5 separate regions of the Sus scrofa genome follow, and all the other regions are linked to region 4. Evidence: chromatin contacts called from public Hi-C and promoter capture Hi-C data. All regions are on one chromosome and are shown on one strand. The core of a region is the stretch at or near the end of the contact, and the rest is flanking DNA. Distances in the headings are between cores, read along the strand shown.

Region 1 (3,183 bases), core at 660-3,159, 420 kb before region 4:
CATCCCCAAACCACATACATCCTCTCAATTTTAAAAAGTTATTAAGCTCAATGAGAAAAAAAAAAAAAGCCTCGAGACCTAACGAAAACCAAATTTATCCATTTACCGCAAAAGAGCAAAGCCTTGAAAGTCATTTTCCCTACCTGTGTTTGTGAGAGACTCGAAGTCCCAGCAGCAGAGCACGCATTTGCAGTGAACAGAGGGCATGTAAACTGCAAAGCAGTAGCGGCCGCAGCGGTCTTGTTTTTCACCAGTGTTGTGCATTTGTTTTGTTGCTGATGAAGAGGAACGTTCATTAATTCGGACGGATGTCGAATAAGAGTCACCAAACTGCCAAAAGACACAAAAGCCCCAGAAGTAGGCTAAGTTCCCTGAAACACTGCCATCCCCACCACGCTCTAACGGCTAACAGTCCAGGTTCCAGGCAGGAAATCTGTGACAGTGCACGCCCCGGCGTCATCGTGGAAGTCGCTAGACACCTATCAACGGCGGTGCAGGGGACAAGTTCCAACTTCCTTCTCGCTCACACCGGAGGGCGGGGCTGTGTGTCATCTTTTAGTTACACCTCCCCTCCCATCACGCCTCTGACACCCATCTCTGGCTTTCTGGCCCTCCTCCAAAATCTGATGACGGCGGGCAAAATGGGAAAAAGCCGGGGTGTGGGCCAGAGGGAAAGCTGGGGAGACACCCCAGCGGGTGTCTGCGAGGAAGGAGGGCTGCCTGCTGGAGATCTGTCCTTCCGTCAGGCTGCATGTGTGTGCACAAGACAAGGTCAGCACAACCTGAGCCCCCGGAGCGGGAAGCAAGGGCCTCTCCGGACATCTAGGTGGGTGGTCCGGGGCAAAACCTTTGGCGCTCGGAGCATCGCTACACTTGTCTCAACTCATCTCCCTTCCAGACGCAGCGTGCACCCGAGGCCAAGGCTTTGGGGGCTGTGTGCAGGCGCTGCGAGCTTAGTATGGGCTCGCAGCGCCTGCGAACAGCACACGACCTCGGACCCGCCGAGGTCGGCTCCCTGTTAAGATGCAAGCCAGGAGACTGGCGGTCTCCGCATGGGACCCGGGGGTCGACACCCGCACCGAAGCCGGTGCTTCTCTGCACGGGACCCTGGTCCACACCCTGACCGAGGCGGCCGCTTCTCCGCACAGGACCCTGGTCTACACCCAGACCCGGCGGGATGCACCCACTTGTTGAGCGCCACGCCGGGCTCGGGGGGCTCGGCGCCGCGCGGGGCGGGCGGGGGCTCGGCGGGGATGCTGTTGAAGCGGTCCTCCAGGCGGACGCGCACTGCCGACTTGGCCCGCGCCTCGGGCGCGCCCTCCGCGTTCTCCTTGCCGGCGCCGTCGGGCGCCTTGGGCCGGGGTGCGCCCGGGCCCGGGCCGTCGGCGCCCGGCGTCTTCTCGGCGGCGGGGGGCGCGCCCGCCTCGCTCAGCAGCATCATGCGCAGCTCCTGGAAGTCGATGTGGCCCAGGCACGGGTTGGCGCCCGCGAAGCCGCCGTCGGCCAGCGCGGGCGGGCACAGCACGGGGTACACGGGCGCCGCGCCCCCCGTCGCCGCCGCCGCCGCCGCCGCGCCCCCCGCCGCCGCGAAGCCCCCGGCCGCCGCGCCCGGCGCCGCCGCCGCCAGGAAGGCCGAGTTGAGGCGCGTCTCGAGCTCGCCGTCGGCCGCCGCCGCCTCCATGTGCGAGTAGAGGATGTGCTGCAGCTGCGTGTACTCGATCTCCGTCATCTCCACCAGGCTCAGGTCGGTGGTCGTGAAGCTCAGCCCCGCCTCGCCCAGCGCCGCGTCCGCGCCCTCGGGGCCCGCCGGCCCGCCCGCCTGCGGCGGCTCCCGCGGCCCGGGGCCCGACATGCCGGCGCCAACGGCGGGGGGGCGCGCGGGCGGGCCGGCGGGGCCAGGCCGGGCGGGGCGGGGCGGGGGCGCGGAAACCGCCGGCCGCAGCGCGCCTGCGCCGCCCGCCCGCAACGGCAGCCCCTCCCCGGCGCGGCCCCGCCCCGCGGCCCGGCCGCGCCAACCGCCCGCCCCGCCCCCGCCGCGCCGGCCCCACCCCGGCTGCGCGCGCAGGTCGGGGGCGGGCGGGCGGCCCGAGTGGCCGCGCGAGGGCGCCCAGACCCGAGCGCCGCGGCCTCAAGCCGTGCCCCGCACCGCCCGGTCGGGTATCCGCGGGTCCAGGGTGGCGGGGCCGGCCTTCCGGGGCCCGGCCGGGGAGCAGGGCCCAGGCAGCAGGTGCATCTCTGCGTTCACGGAGCCACGGGGTGCTGTGCAGCGCCCCCTTCTCAGAGTGGCGGGAGCAGTAGGTGAGACAGCTGCCCCGCTCCAGGTGTGACAGGGCGCTCTGTACCTGGTGCAGAGGCAATCAAGGGAATGCACGTGTCGCACGGGCTCATCCCCGCGCAGGGCAAGCCACGCGGGATCAATGCACTCCTCAAACTCTGGCCGGCGAATTGAGTTGGAAAGCACATGCCACGTGGGTCCATCCATTGCAAGTGCGCCATTCAGTGGTCGTGTATCACAGCGCATCACATCCCACCAAAAGTGAAGTCACAGTGTCTCAGAACACTTCACCCAAAGAAATCTCACGCCCATTCAAGCTCTCCCTATGAATGGCATCATACAATAGGTGGGTCTTTAAAAGAGTCACTCCTGCAGGCTCAGAATAATTACTGCACCCACCTCTCACCCACACCCACATCTCAACCAGAAGGGAATGATGGCTTACAGGACAGCTGATTAATCATTTAGAAAAGAGTTAGCACTTTTCCCACCCCTAAGATAAAAATTAGTTTCAGGTAATTGCAATACCTAAATTTGAAAAGCAAAATTGGAGTTCCATTGTGGCTCAGCGGTAACGAAGCAATTAGTATCCATGAGGAAGCAGGTTGGATCCCTGGCCCCACTCAGTGGGTTAAGGATCTGGCGTGGCTGTGTCTGTGGTGCAGGCCAGCAGCTGCAGCTCCCGTTCAACCCCTAGCCTGGGAACCTCCATGTGCTGCACCTGCAGCCCTAAAAAGACAAAAAAAAAAAAAAAAAACCCAAAAAAACCTATAAGGGAAAAGAACATAAATACACACGGCACTGAATCACTGTTCTAAACACCTGAGGCTGACACCTGTAAATCAACTATACTTCAAGTTAAAAAAATAAATAAAAAGCAAGTTAAACAACTGCTAAATATACAGAAC
Region 2 (3,570 bases), core at 953-3,452, 360 kb before region 4:
TGTCAAGTCAACAGCCACTCCACACGTGACCTCGGCCGGGACACCCGCTAGAAACCAGGCCCCAGGAGTGCCCGGGCCCGGCTCTGGGAGGACCCACCCTGAATGTGCCTACTGACCTGTCTACTGACCTTCACAAGCTGTCACCACTGTCGCCGCAAAACTGTCACCTGCAGCCTCATCTGCCCTCGAGCTATGGACACTCACAGGCACTTCAACGCACGCGGCCCAGGCTGAACTCACGTTCTCCCTCGGTTGGTGCCACCACCACCGCCCTCACTGGCCACGCACCTGAGCGCCACCTTCCTCCCCTGTCACTCCACGGCCGTCAACCCACTCCAGACCGTCCCCTCCCCTGGCCGTCCCTGCTTCCAGCTGGGGTCCTCGTGGCGCATCCATTCCCTCCTCCACATTCCCAGCCAGCATCCACGGGCCTCCCGCCACGCGCCAGACGCTTCAGCTCTGCGGAGGCTCAGGTGTTTCAGGTAAGTCGTGACCCGCTCACAGGCACCTGCCACACAGGTCAGGAGCTAAACACACCAAGGGGACAGTGTGGGGACCAGGTGAGCATTAGGGGGGGGCGCTACAGCCTGCTTGCCAGGGTCCTTCTCCCCACTCCCAGGAGCGAGCCTGGGGAGTGCGGGACACAGGCCGAGAGCCCAGAGGGCGATGGGGAGAGAAAGGGCGAGACAGGGGAGCGAGGCTTTCAGCTCATTTGGTGCCAAAGGGGAGTCTCTGAGGGGTGTGAAGAGGACAGGGACGAAGGGAGATCGCCCTGCCTGCCGCGGGGGTGTCTCGAGGGAGCTGGCAGGGTCCCCGGGACGGAGGAGGAGAGGAAGGAGGGCGCCTCGGTGTTGTGGGGGCGAGGCTGGGAGCCACAGAAGGCAGCCCCTGTCTAGGTGGAATGAGGGGGGCGCAGGACCTGGGGAGAGCGGCCGCTAACCTATGACCCACAGAGAAGGCCCCCTGAACCCTTTTTAGGGGCTGGAACGTTCTGTCTCCTCAGGGCACCGGCATGTGCTCGTGCACCCTTGAAATAATTTTTAAAGTCTGCACCTCTCACTACTGAGCTGACAGCGAAGGTTGTTTACAGGATTGAGTCTCTGAAAAGAATGGAATCGCACGTCTGTCAGGCATTTACATCTGCACTTTAAACAGATTTGTGCCAAAGCTTTGAACCTGCAAATGTAGCTCATTCGACGAACGGAAATAATCTACAATTCGTCCTCCCTGTCAAACCTATTTGCCAAATAGCTCTCTGTGCAAGAAGCCCCACACCACCTCCACGTTTCTTAGGTGACTCTAGAGCAACCACACCAACCCTCCAGCCTCTGACTGCAGGAGGACGGCGGATTTCATCCGATGGAATAAAGGGCTGCCCCCTCAATTTCCTTCCTGAAAGAGTTCTAACATCTTTTCACTTTACTCTCCAGTAACGAGAAAACGAGGCCCTGCTCTGACCAAGTCTGCACTTTGCTCCAGCAGACGGACGAAAACAACCAAATGAAGGTGCCTTTCTGCACCTCCACGAGCACCAGGTCCGGCCACGGCGCAGGGGGACCCTCCGCTCTCCCGGCCCCCGTGGCACATGCTGCAGCCTTCGCCCAACCCCAGCGCGGCTAAGGGAGCCCGGGCGGGAAAGACCCCCGGGCCCCGGGCCGCAGGGCCCCCGGGCGGGAGGCTCCCTGAGGGCAGGCCCGTTCCGGGTGAGTCATCCGGCAGCGAGCGGCTGCACGCTCTCGGCCGCGGCCGCGTGGCCCCCGAGCCCGCCCCAACCGTCGGAGCGGAGACCTCCCGCCGGCCGCGCTCGGGCGGCGGCTCCTCCCCGGCCTGCGCGAAGGCAGGCGCCCGGCCAGGAGGAACCCTGCCTCGGGCCTGCGCGGAGCACCGGCGCCTGCCCCCCGCTCCCGCCCATGCCCGCGGGCTCACACCAAAGACGGAAGGACGCTGGAACCTTCGCCTCCGACTCAGTCTAGATGTCGCCGTCCCGACGCAAAGTTGCCCCACAACGACACCTCCGCGGCAGCCATCTTACCCAGAAGCGGCCGACGCCTTTTGACTCTCGCGCCAATCCGTAGAGCGAGGGCGCCGCGAGGGGAGTTCTGCGCAAGGGCGGAAGCTGGGGTTCCGCGCTTCCGGTGGGCCGCTTCGCCCCGCCCCCCCTTCGGGAGCACTTGATTGGCTGCCGGCTCTCGAGCTGGCGATCTCGCGGGAAGTGGCTGAGGGGGCGGCCGCCGGTGCGTCTGCCCTCCCGTTCCCCGCCCCCGCCTCCGCCGCGGCCCCCGCCTCCACCTCCCCCTCCCCGGCGTCGCCGCCCCCTCCCCGCCCAGCCCGGCCCCCCGCGCGGCCGCGAAGACCCCCCCCCCGAAGCGCGGCAGGCGGGATCCGAACGGTAAGATGGCCGCGGCGGGCCCGGGCGGTCGGGCCCAGCGTTCCCGCGGGAGCGCGGCGGGGCGGGGGCGGGGAGCGGAGGGCCCCGGGAGGGGAGGGGCCGGGCCGGGGTCGGGGCCGGGGAGGACGGGCGCGGGGCGGGAGAGGGGAGAGGGGCCGGAGAGGGGGTTGGGCCGGGGCGTCCCGCGCCAGGGCCTTCCGGGTCGAAGGTCCGAGCAGGACCGAATCGGGCCGCGTTCTCGCGGGAGGCGGCGCTCGCAGGGTTTGCGAGTCAACCTGCCTCCCTCCTCGCTAGCCGCGGCGGAGCCCGGGTCCGGGATTCAGTGTGTGTTCCCGACCCGAGCGCCTTTCGAGGGAAGGCTGCAGCCTTGAGGGGCGGTCGCCTGCTGGGGTGATGGTTGTCGACACGGCGCACTTGTGTCGCAAGGGAACTGTTTGGACACAGAGCCGCTTCAGAGCGGAGGTCCAAGTGCTGAGGTCGGACGCTGCCGCTTGGGGAGCTGGGGTCCCGCGCCCTCGGAGCTGGGGTGGTTCCCGGGTCCGTTCTCCAGCGCTGTTACATCAGCTCTCGCTCTGTTGTCTGGGAGTCAGGGTTGGATCTGAGGGAGTTACGCCGCTGGTCGTGAAGTTGGCCGTAGCCGCGAGGGCTAGGTGTGCGCTGGAAGGACCGCAGCTCCCGCTTAGGTCTTCCTACAAGCTAAGTTTGCTTTCGCCGCGCCTCCTCCTCTGCTGATCCGAGTTGGGCACGGCGTCCCCGCTACCGAGGACTTGGTCTGGCGCCCCTCTGCTCCCCACGCCCACTCTCTCCCTGGGCAGCCTTGGCGGAATCCGGGCTTTCAGTCTTGGTGTGGCGCATGTTTCCCTAATGAATGCTTCCGGCGCTGAGCTCGGGACCTGTGATCCAGGTGCCGCCTTGACTCCTGCGGCGTGTGTAATAGGCAGCCCAAACTGGCCTGGCTCCTCAAACCTGTTCCTCTCCCAGTCCTTCCTCCTCACTTGCGGCTCCACGCGCCAGGGTCTCCCGGTCTCCATGGTCCTCATCGCATTGGTTCTGTTGTCCTTCCACGTGAGGTCCAGCAGCAGACACCTGGCTCGGTGTCCTCAGGTGGGCTCTGCCCTCTGGCTCTTGCATAGCTGCTCTTCCTTGTCCGGGTGGCCCCTGGCTCATCCTCCGGCTCAGCC
Region 3 (3,667 bases), core at 352-2,851, 360 kb after region 4:
GTGCACTGCAGCAGCAGGACTCAAGTCAGACGGCAGGAGGTCCTCCCGCGCGTTCCGGAGGGAGGCTGGCTCCAGGAGCCCCCGATCGGCTCGGGCCGGGGGCGCAGCGCCTCCCCTGCGACTCGCAGGGTTGAGAGGCTGCCAGATCCAACCGGGTGGGGGCGGGGGCAGACCGGGTGTCCCGCCTCGGCCCCTCCCCACCGGGCAGAGGGGGGGAGGCGGGAGACGCGGAAACCTGGGTTCTTCCGGCCCCCCCCTTTGAGCAATCACTTCCCCAGGCTTTGAGCTGCAGAAAAAGGGGAACCCGGTTGCAACGCCCCCTCCCCCACGCGCGGGGACCGGCCCCAGTCTCTCCGCGGCCCAGGGTCCACGTGGACCCCGGGGCGGGAGTCCTTGGGGTGCTGATCCGGGCGCGGGTTTCCCAGGCTCCCGCCCCGCACGGCCCCGGGGGCCCCGGGCGGGAGGGGCAGGGCCGCGGTCTCGGCGCCGCGCGCGCGCACACTCACCCGCCGCGCTCCCGAGCCGCTCGCGCCGCAGCCGCCGGCCAGCGCGCTCCGAGGTCCGGCCGGATCGTCGGGGAGCGGGCGCAGGGTGCAGTGCGCAGGCGCCTCGGCCGCACTTCCCCAAAGCGCGGGGCCGGGACTTCCTCGCGCGGGGAGGTGCCCGGCCCGGCCCGGCCCGCCCCGCCCGGCGCGCCCCGCCCCGCCCCGCGCTCGGCCGGCTCCGCGCCCCCCCCACAGCCCGGCGCGCGGCGCCCCCCCCCCCGCCCTCCCCGTGGCTGGGGGTGGCCGGGGGAGACGAGGTGCTGATGAGGGGGCCTCCGGCGTAGCTGGGGGTGTGGCCGTGCCCCCAGCTCGGCTCAGCGGAGCGGGTCCAGCTTTGCCGGTGCTGTGGGGCGTCCACGAGACTCCGGGGTCCCCCCAGGCCTCCTGCCCCGCTCGAGGAAGGGAGGGGCCGCCGGAAAGCACTGTCCGGCGGTCACTCCGGCCCGGCCCTCGCCTCTGACACTGGGTGTCCTCACCTGTGAACTGTCACGGGGCTGGAGGGGCCCTTCCCAAGGAAGGGGGTTCCCTGTCGCGGTGCCAGTGGGGACTGGGGGCACCGGTTCTTCTGCTGGGGGGATCCGAGGGGCCTGGCGGAGTCTCTTTCAATCCCTCCAGTTGCCCCAGGAGGTTCTGAAGTTTAAAGCCACACCCTCCCCTTTGCCACGAATGTCTGTCCCTTCTCTTGGGCCAACTCCCCTCCTGTTTTATGACCCCGTACAGCTGGGAGTTAAATTCCTTATCCCAGCATGCTTCAGGCTGGTGTCTGGGTGGCCCTGACCCCACTCTGGAAGTGGTCTGCAGACGGTCCGAGGCCAGGGGGACTCCGACCGAGTGCAGCTCCTGTCCCACTGCAGGCCCTCAGCCTGGCGCCCGGGGGCCCTGAGCAAACGCTGCGTTCCAGTTGCACGTTTACCTGCTCACGTTTTTCAGAGCACTTGGGGGTCTAAAGGGAAGCCCGATGTGCTGCTGATCCATCCGTCAAGTCTCTGGGTGCCCCCTTCGTGTCAGGCGGTGGGACCTGGTGGTGAGCAGGACAGACCAGCCCTGGAGTAGACAAGAAGTGGACTCGCAGACTGGGTGAGAGGTAAGGAGGGCTAAGGAGAGCCATAGCACAGGAGAGAGCTGCAGGAGTCCTGCATCCTGCTCAACAGAGGACGGAGCTGGAGCCCGAAGTACAGCAGGGCAGGGGCCTGGGAGGCCCAAAGCCCAGCTGCAGGAGAGTGCGGGGCCGGGGTCCTGGAGGCTGGGTGCCTCTTGAGGCTGTGAGCCTGGCTGATGGGACCAGGGAACCGCCTGGCTGCCACACTGACTGGCTGGCCAGGGCAGAGGCCAGAAGCCTGCCCAGAGGGGAGGTGGCTGCTTTTCTTTTTTTTGGTCTTTTTAGGGCGGCGCCTTCGGCATATGCAAGTTCCCAGGCTAGGGGTCGAATCAGAGCTGCAGCTGCTGGCTGACACCACAGCCACAGCAACTCCAGATCTGAGCTTTGTCTTCGACGTGCACCAGAGCTGACAGCAACCCACTGAGTGAGGCCAGGGATCGAACCTGTGTCCTCATGGATACTAGTCGGGTTCATTACCGCTGAGCCACAACCGGAACTCCTGAGGTGGCTGCTTCTTCTTTTTTCTTTTCTTTTCTTTCTTTTTTCTTTTTTTGTCTTTTTGCCTTTTCTAGGGCCGCTCCTGCGGCATATGGAGGTTCCTAGGCTAGGGGACGAATCGGAGCTGTAGCTGACAGCCTATGCCAGAGCCACAGCAACGTGGGATCCGAGTGCATCTGTGACCTACACTACAGCTCATAGCAATGCCAGATCCTTAATCCACTGAGCAAGGCCAGGGATCAAACCCACAACTCATGGTTCCCAGCCAGATTCCTTTCTGCTATGTCACAAAGGGAACTCCTGTGGCTGCTTCTTATTCAGCCTGGATAACAGTCCTGGGCAGTAGGACTACGATGTCAGGCCAGCGCTAAGTCAAGGTCACATAGCTATGCTGATTCTGCGGCGAAGGTGCCCCATGTGGCATCGCCACCCGCCTCCTGAGACCCGTGGGGCAGCTGGACGTGGGTGGGGTCAGCACACTCCTCTAGCATCTTGGGCCCCTCCTTGCACCCCCCTGCCCGCCCCCCTCCTTCCCAGTCCTCCCTACACTGTCCTTCCTCTGGCTGCTCTCCCATGTCTGCTGGCCACTTGGGTCTCTCCATCCCCCAGCCTCGGCCCCTCTGGGTCCTCTGTGCTCCCTCTGGAGAGTCTGCCGTATTCCGAGAGAAGAACCAAGTGGGCCCGGCAGGGGCTCATTCAAGGCTCTGCAGCAGGTACTGCTGGAGATGGCCTTCGGACCCAGGTTTGGGCGTGAGCTCCCCGCCCTGAGGATCTGCCCGATCCCGCACAGCCCCCAGTACACTGGGCTGTGGCCTACGTGCTTTGCCTTCCCAGAGCGGAAGCCTCCTCCGGGCCCTGCAGAAATGCCTTCCGCCACTTTCCCAGGACTTCCCTGCAGACCGAGGCGCCTTTGTGGGGCTTCATTCCTGGTACAGAGCAGGCTGTGAGGCCACCCTCTTGCCTGCTCTAGTGACCCCTCTCTTATGGAGCACTCGCAGTGTGGGGGCCAGGTGTGCCAAGTAGGATATTAGAACCTCTTTTTTTTTTTTTTTTTTTCTGCTTTTCTTAGGGCCACACCCTTGGCATATGGAGGTTCCCAGGCTAGGGGTTGAATCGGAGCTGTAGCCGCCGGCCTACACCACGGCCACAGCCACGCCAGATCTGAGCTGTGTCTTCGACCTACACCACAGCTCACGGCAATGATAGATCCTAACCCATTGAGCGAGGCCAGGGACCAAACCCGCAACCCCATGGTTCCTAGTCGGATTCATTTCCGCTGGGCCACGATGGAAACTCCCTAGAACCTCCTTTTTAAAGAGAAAGAAATGGAGGCGCAGAGAAATTATGGAATAAAACGGGCTTTTACTAGACAGAGGACACTGTCTTGCGCTCAGGACACACCCTCAGCGCTGGGGTTCAGACTGCCGGGCGCTCAACCGGGGGAGCCAGAGCCGGCTGTCGCCTTGTGCATGTCAGTGGGTAAGTGGACAGAGAGACTGCCTCCCCTCCCCTCTCTTGCTGTCCC
Region 4 (3,252 bases), core at 64-2,563:
ACAGTTAGGAGGTCAGCGGCCTTGACCCCCACCCAGCCCGATAAAGGATCATGTCCCCCCCACCGCCGGGGCCTTGGTTTCTGAGCAAGTCAGCCTGCGGAACCTGGAGGGTCTTTGAGGGGACGAACTCAGGGAGGCTCGGCAGAGGGGGTTACAGGACCTTCCCGGTAGCTCCTCCCCCCAACCCGCTCAGATTTCCTGAGACCCTCCAACCACCAGGGACACAACTGCCCAGCAGCAAAGAGCCAAGGAGAGTCCAGTGAGACCTCCCCTCCCTGCAGAGGGGGCTTGGGGCCTGGAGGAGGCTGCTGGGGAGGGAGGCTGATTTTCCCGTTGGAAAGGAGGTTTTCCTGGTGGAAGAGCCAGGGTGTGGCAGGGCCCAGGCGCCACGGGGACCATTCTGGAGCTGCCCAGGCCAGGGGCTTCACTTCCAGCTCCTGGAGATCCCCAAACAGCTGCTCTTCACCGCACTTACCCATAGAAGTCATGCCCCTGCACCCAGCTTTCCCCACTCCCTCCCTCCCCCATCCCCCTTGCAAGCAGCTGGATGTGGGCAGGAGCCAAGAACCGGGAGCGGATTCTGGAACCCCCAGAGCTGTGAGGGGGGCGTGGGTGGGTCTGCAGTGACTTCCTTGAAGGGCTGGAAAGTCTGAGGCACACAGTTGGTTCAGGGTACCAGCCAGTGCCGACAGCTGGGCAAGGGCACCTGCCAGCGAGGGCCCACATCTGCCCGAAGGCTGGGGTCTCGCAGGCAGATGCCCTCCCACCTGTCCCGGGTGAGAGTGGGGCGAGCCCCATCCTGAGCAGAGAAAGCTGGAGCAGAGGGGCACTGCGGGGGCTGGGCCTGTGGGGCTGCGGACAACAGCAGAAACAGGCTGGAAGGGCAGGGGCCACGGTTCGGCATATGCTCCCTCCCTCCACGGAAAAAGCTGGAAAGGTGGAGACAGGCGGGGCCAGTAGGGAACCTGGGTCCAAAAGGATGGCCAGAGCCCAAGAAGGGGTCCAAGGGGTGGGAGGGAGGCAGGCCCTGCTCTGGGATTGGGGCGGGGGTCATTTAACCACTCCAGGCCAGGCTAGGCCAGACTCCGCTGTCTGGGCAGCCAAGGTCGGACCGGACGCCGCGCGGCTGGACTTCCTCCGAGGCGGGCCCGCGAGGGCCGGGCCCCGGGCCGGGGCGGGGCCAGGCTGAGCTTCGGGCGGGGTCTGATCGGCTCCGCCTGGGTCTTGGGCGGAGTCGGGGCCTGGCCGGGGGGCGGGCCCTCCTTGGGGCGGGGGCGGGGCCGGGGCCGGGGCGCCCCGCCCTCCGAGACGCGACCGCGGCACCGCCTTATAAGGGGCGGGCGGGGGGCGCGTCCGCGCGTGCGCGCCCCGCGCGTCTGAGTGTGGAGCGGCCGTCTGCGGTCTCCCGGGCAGATGGGTTCCGTGGCCTAGCGTCCCCGTCCCCGCCGTCCGTGATCGTGCGCCGAGGCCCGCGAGGGGTCGCCGCCGAGGTGAGGGCCTGGGCGGCGGCGCGTGGGTGGGGTCGAGCGGCCGGCCTGGGCGGCGGCGGGCGGACGGGAGGACGGACGGTCGGGCGGGGCGCGGGTGGGTAGGGGGCGACGGGCAGAGCCCGGAGCGGGGGTTAGGGGCGCGCCGGCCGCTTCCCGGACCCCCAGGTCGGAGGACCAGCGCACAAAGCGCCATTGTTGCCCAGCGCGGCCGGTTCGGGCTGGTTGGAGCCGCCCGCGCGGAGGGGGCGGTCCGGGAGTTCCGCCGCCCCGCCTCGGCTGGGTAAACAAACCCGGGCACGGGGCTGACCCTGGAGTCCGGGCGGGGCGGCTCTGCCCGGGTGGGGAGCGGCCTTCTCCAGGGGCAGCGGTGACCGGACGGACTCCCCGACCCCCGCGTGCGCAGGTTCCCAGCAGCCCCCAAGCAAGAGCATGGCAGCCATCCCCTCGAGCGGCTCGCTCGTGGCCACCCACGACTACTACCGCTGTAAGTAAGCCCCTTGCCCGCCCGCCCCCAAGTCCCACGTGGGCTGGCCCAGCCAGCTTGTGGTGCAGCCCAAGTTTCTTGAGAGCCCCTCTCTGGGTGCCACGTGCGCCGCCGTGGACCCCTGACCCTGGCCCTGTGCTACCAGCAATGCTAGCCCTTGGCCTGGTGGGCTGGGGGTGCTCAGTGCCCAGTGGAGCTGACCCGGCCTCCCTCTCCAGGCCGCCTGGGCTCCACTTCCAGTAACAGCTCCTGCGGCAGTGCCGAGTGCCCCGGAGAAGCCATCCCCCACCCCCCGGGTGAGTGCAGTTCTGCTCCCCTTTGTACTGGGGGACTGTTGGGGGAGTGGGCTGCAGCAGCCTGACCTCACTCTGCTTCTCTCAGGTCTCCCCAAAGCTGACCCGGGACACTGGTGGGCTAGCTTTTTTTTCGGGAAGCCCACGCTCCCACTCATGGCCACGGTGCTGGAGTCCCCGGGGCACTCGGAATCTGCCGGGGCCTCCACCCGCATGATCACCTGCGACCTGGCTCAGCAGCAGCCTGGCGGCCAGCCGGGCACACCCAACTGCAGGCCTCCCTCCTGAGAGGCCACCACCAGCTGCCAGGCTTCCTTCCAAGGCGCTAGGCTCCTCAGAGCCCCTCCCCTGCCCTCCCCTTCCTGAGACTCAAGAGCTGCAGCTGGAGGCAGCAGTTGGGTTCTTTAATTGAGAACAGCACACCACCAAAAAGAAAGTGAGAGAACCCCGCTCTTGACTATCCCAAGCCACATGAGAGCCTTTCGGACACGCCGTAACCCTGTGCCTTGCACCCAGTGGAAAATAAACACGGAGCAGCCAGCAGGCTGACCGGTGTGTGAGCTGTGTGCGTGCCCCTCCCCCCACGTGGGACGGATGAGTCCACCAACCCCTCAACCTTCTCGCCTCCCAGGCAGCAGGCAGCTGGCCCTACTCGCGGCCCACCTGAACCGGGGCCACCTCGGGTCTGGCCCCGGTTCAGGTGGGCAGGCAGCTCTGGTGCGCATGGAGCCTTGCGACTGAGAAGGGGTGGGGGGCCTTGCTGTTTTGGGGAGCCAGGGAGAGCAGGCAGCAAGGAGCTGGATCTGAAATCCCCAGGACAGCCAGGTCAGGTCCTCTAACTCCACAGGAGGCTCGGCCTCTGGCTCTGGGTTCAGGAGCCCTCCGCTGGAGGGCCCAGTGCCCCTGAAGGACCTTGGGGAGCCATCCTCCCTGAGGACGGGAGCTCACGTGCTGAGCTTCCTCCCCTGCACCTTCTGAGAAGGGT
Region 5 (3,309 bases), core at 308-2,807, 280 kb after region 4:
CCGTGTGGCCGGCGGGGAACGCGCGCCGCCGCCCCGCCCCAACCGGCCCCGCGCCCGAGCCGGTCCCCGCGCCCGGCGAGTCTGCGCGGCGAGGCACCTGCCGCTGAGCCCTGAGAGCCGGGCGCGCTCCGGGAACTCGGAGGTGTGTCGGCGGCGCGCGGATCTGCGTATGCGAACGGTGCCTGCCAGGGCACGGGCCGGCAGTGCGCACCTGGGCGTGCAAGGACAAGGGACTCTGTGCACCGGCAGGAGATCCAGAGGTCTGCAGGAGCATCTGAGTCAGGGACATAAGAGTGCGTGTGTGGAGGGGAGAGGGTAGTGTACCTGCTCCGGGGAGCTTCTGTCCACTGGGGGCCAGGTCAAGGGCCAGACCTAACCCATTCTCCTATGTCAGTTTACTTATTCCTTTATTCACGTCATCTCCAGACCTCTCCAGTGGTCTCCCTGTCCAACGGGCACTCGTTTCCCCAGAGAAGTCAGTTCGACCCTTTCTTATTCCCCACAACACCGCAAACTTCTGGAGGACAGCAGGGTCTCTCCCCTCCCCTCTGGAGACCCAGAATCTGACTCAGCGTCCAGGGCGTGGTGCTGAAAGGGATTCGGCTGGGGGCAAGGAGGAGGGAGAAACTCTGAGAAGGCTGCAGCAGGCAGGAGAGCTATGTTTGCTCCAGGACCCCAGTGAGAAAGGTTAGGGTGGGCTGGGGGCTGCCTGGTCCAGCAGAAGGCTAAACATGTGGCCAGCTTTTTGCTTGCTTTGCCTAGAGCCTGAGGGCTCTCCCCAGGTGAATGTGGGGGCCAGAGGATGTCCCACAGCCACCTCAGCAAACGTGCACATGGACACACAGACATGTATGCCAAGGACGGTCATGCATATTCACCTAAAATATGAGCACAGGTGGCTTGACTTGCACCTGTGCCCACGGACACACGGAATTCACCCACATGCTGTGACCACTCATGCCCGCATACTAACTTGTCCTGGTGCATTTATTTATGCTCATCAATTAGCTCCCTAGGATCTGGGCTCCCACCCTCACCAGAAGCACCTGAATGTTCAGGGTATGGTGGGGGTGGGGGCCTGTACAGGTACCGGCGCTGCCGGATCGGGTCCAGAAATCTGAGCGCGGAGAGCCAGGGAAGCAGTCTGCACCCGGGGACACGCGATCACAACACATACACTCCGCATAAGCTCTACACAACTGGCTGGGTGTGCAGCCCCCGGAGCTGTGTTAGGCCCTGCCCCGGGGCCAGGGCGACTGGGCGGGGGGCAGGGAGGGCGGATCCGGGAGGCGGGGGACCCATAGGTCCTGCCCATACAGGCAGGTATCGGAAATGCATCGAGTACACGCAGTTAGCAGGGCCGCCCCGGCTCAAGGTTTGAGGTTCCCCCGTGTGCAGACTGCTAATCGAGGGCTAATCGAGGGTGACACCGCCCGCCCGCCCGCAGCTACACGAGCAGGCGCCCCCCGCGCATGCGCCTATCGCGTCTCGGTCTCGGAGTCAAGGAGCCGCCGGAAGCGGGCGGAAGTCGCCTTTAGGGAACTTCCGGTCGGGGCCGCCGAGGTGGGCGGGGATCTGTCGGTTCGCGCGCTCTGCTTCCGGGGCGCGGGTGACGCGGGCGCGCGAGCTCTTCCTGCGGCGGCGCTTCGGTCGTCTGTCGTCTTTGGCCTCCGGCCGCAGCCTCCGTCCTTTCCCTTCCCGGCCGTCGGCGTCACAGCCGCGATGAACAAGAAGAAGAAGCCGTTCTTGGGCATGCCCGCTCCGCTCGGCTACGTGCCCGGGCTGGGCCGGGGGTGAGGCCTGGGGCGGGCCGCGCGCTGGGGTGGAGCCCCGGGCGGGACCGTGGTCGCGTCGCGACTGCCCACACGTCTCAGTGAGGCGGCGGGTCGGGGCGGGGAGGACGAGAGCAGCGGTGGCGCAGGGTTGGCCAGGTCTTTGTGGGAAGAACGGCGTCCTGGGTTCGGACAGACCCGAGCGAGGCTGCCTCCCCAGGAGACGGGACACCGGGGCGCTCTGAGCCCGGTGTTTGTGCTGAGAGGCGGGTGGTAACGCCGTCTTGCGAGTGTGCAGTGCTTGTAGTTGAGCACCGTGGCTACTACCCCCCAGGCCAGGCATCGCCCCCCCCCAACCCCTGCCTTGAACGGGACTGATTCCCCCACCGTCCGGCCGGGGTCCTCTGTGTGCTCGCTCAGGGTTGCTCGTTCTTCCGCTGCGGTGTCGGTGGTCACAGTACTGCCTGTTCAGAGTCAGCTCTCCGCGGGCAGGGGTGGCATCTGTGAGGCTTGTGACTGGGTCCCCTAGATCAGATGACGGCCGTTTATTGCTGAGGAATTGAGCAGTTATTATCTTCTTTTGTGGTTTGATGACTGTCTTCAGTGTTGTTTTTGGGTTGCTTTTTCTTATTTCTGTGTGTATCTCTTGTAGATTTTTGGTTTGCAGTTACCGTGAAGTTTTGATATAGGAGTCTTTGTATACACAGGGTTGTTGTAAGCTGTTGGTCTCTTCATTGCCAGTGCATCCCCAGCATCCTGCCTTTGTACCCTCCTCTGCTCCCGATTTCTGGGTTTGGTGGCCTGTTTGTGTGTGGCTGACCTTCTCCCTTTCTCACGTGTTTGTCTTTGCCGGTGAGCCCCGTCACTCGTCATAGTTTTGTTTCTGGTTATGGTCTCCTTCTACCTAGAGAGGTTCCTTTAGTATTCGTTGTAAAGCTGGTTTAGTGGTGCTGAATTCTCTTAGCTTTTGCTTGCCTGTAAAGCTTTCGTTTCCTCCTTCAAATCTGAATGAGAGCCTTGCTGCGTAGAGGCTGCGGTCGGAGCTGTGTTGAAGCTAGGGAAGCTCCATGCAGGGGGGTAGCTTGCTTCCTAACGAGATGGGATGGGAGTCATGGTCTCAGGAGCATGGGTTCTGGGGGGAGACCCTGTAGAGCTTGGAGGCGGGTGGGAGGGAGAGGGAGGCCGAGCCAATGCCATGGTGCCTGGGACGGCACTGCCACCACCCGCTGAAACAGCCCAGAGCTGCCGCTGCAGGGCCGGTGCGGAAGGGGAGCTCTGCCTGGGCCGAGCTGCGTTGGAAGGCCCGGGTGGAGTGGGAGAGGGAGATGCCTAGCAGGTGTTGGGAATGGGAGGCTGGTGCCCTGGCGAAGCCCTCTCCCGGAGAACGGGGGTGGCAGGAGAGAGCCTTGGTAGCCTCCTCAGCTTCCTGTCCTGAAGCGGACGGACGGCGACGTTGGAGAGCACGGCTGTGTGGGGTTCCCTGCACACACGGCACTGTGGGGAGTTCACGGGATCTTTGGAGGTTTCCCAGAGCAGT

The links. Promoter capture Hi-C pulls out the DNA fragments that hold promoters and counts their contacts. A called contact is a pair of places that touch in the nucleus more often than the background predicts.
Region 1: a contact with region 4 is called in a promoter capture Hi-C map of liver, with 4 times the contacts expected there. The contact joins the promoter of TCFL5 here to the promoter of PPDPF in region 4. A contact is called at or near these places in 1 of 5 promoter capture datasets (liver) and 1 of 2 datasets of contacts at active chromatin or transcription factors (alveolar macrophages).
Region 2: a Hi-C map of liver shows a contact between it and region 4, with 6 times the contacts expected there. The contact joins the promoter of GID8 here to the promoter of PPDPF in region 4. A contact is called at or near these places in 1 of 5 promoter capture datasets (fetal skeletal muscle) and 1 of 47 Hi-C or Micro-C datasets (liver).
Region 3: a Hi-C map of liver shows a contact between it and region 4, with 2.4 times the contacts expected there. The contact joins the promoter of RGS19 here to the promoter of PPDPF in region 4. A contact is called at or near these places in 1 of 5 promoter capture datasets (liver), 3 of 47 Hi-C or Micro-C datasets (embryonic fibroblasts, heart right ventricle and liver) and 1 of 2 datasets of contacts at active chromatin or transcription factors (alveolar macrophages).
Region 5: a Hi-C map of liver shows a contact between it and region 4, with 7 times the contacts expected there. The contact joins the promoter of PRPF6 here to the promoter of PPDPF in region 4. A contact is called at or near these places in 1 of 5 promoter capture datasets (liver), 4 of 47 Hi-C or Micro-C datasets (heart right ventricle, liver, retroperitoneal adipose tissue and 1 more) and 1 of 2 datasets of contacts at active chromatin or transcription factors (alveolar macrophages).

What each region holds. Positions count from the first base shown.
Region 1 is chr17:62,113,760-62,116,942 of Sscrofa11.1, forward strand. It overlaps TCFL5 (transcription factor-like 5 protein), which reads right to left and starts at 1,910. Exons shown (of 7, transcript XR_002340122.1): 1 at 1,188-1,910; 2 at 144-330.
Region 2 is chr17:62,172,020-62,175,589 of Sscrofa11.1, forward strand. It overlaps GID8 (glucose-induced degradation protein 8 homolog), which reads left to right and starts at 2,203. Exons shown (of 5, transcript XM_021078239.1): 1 at 2,203-2,389. DIDO1 (death-inducer obliterator 1) reads right to left here and starts at 2,076. Exons shown (of 18, transcript XM_021078224.1): 1 at 1,927-2,076.
Region 3 is chr17:62,894,548-62,898,214 of Sscrofa11.1, forward strand. RGS19 (regulator of G-protein signaling 19) reads right to left here and starts at 1,602. Exons shown (of 6, transcript XM_021077657.1): 1 at 1,459-1,602.
Region 4 is chr17:62,536,197-62,539,448 of Sscrofa11.1, forward strand. It overlaps PPDPF (pancreatic progenitor cell differentiation and proliferation factor), which reads left to right and starts at 1,314. Exons shown (of 4, transcript XM_021077704.1): 1 at 1,314-1,490; 2 at 1,894-1,974; 3 at 2,193-2,270; 4 at 2,356-2,816. The coding sequence starts at 1,920. The coding sequence ends at 2,555. It overlaps PTK6 (protein-tyrosine kinase 6), which reads right to left. Exons shown (of 7, transcript XM_021077703.1): 7 at 2,657-3,252.
Region 5 is chr17:62,813,952-62,817,260 of Sscrofa11.1, forward strand. PRPF6 (pre-mRNA-processing factor 6) reads left to right here and starts at 1,558. Exons shown (of 21, transcript XM_021077613.1): 1 at 1,558-1,793. The coding sequence starts at 1,723. SAMD10 (sterile alpha motif domain-containing protein 10) reads right to left here and starts at 42. Exons shown (of 5, transcript XM_021077668.1): 1 at 1-42.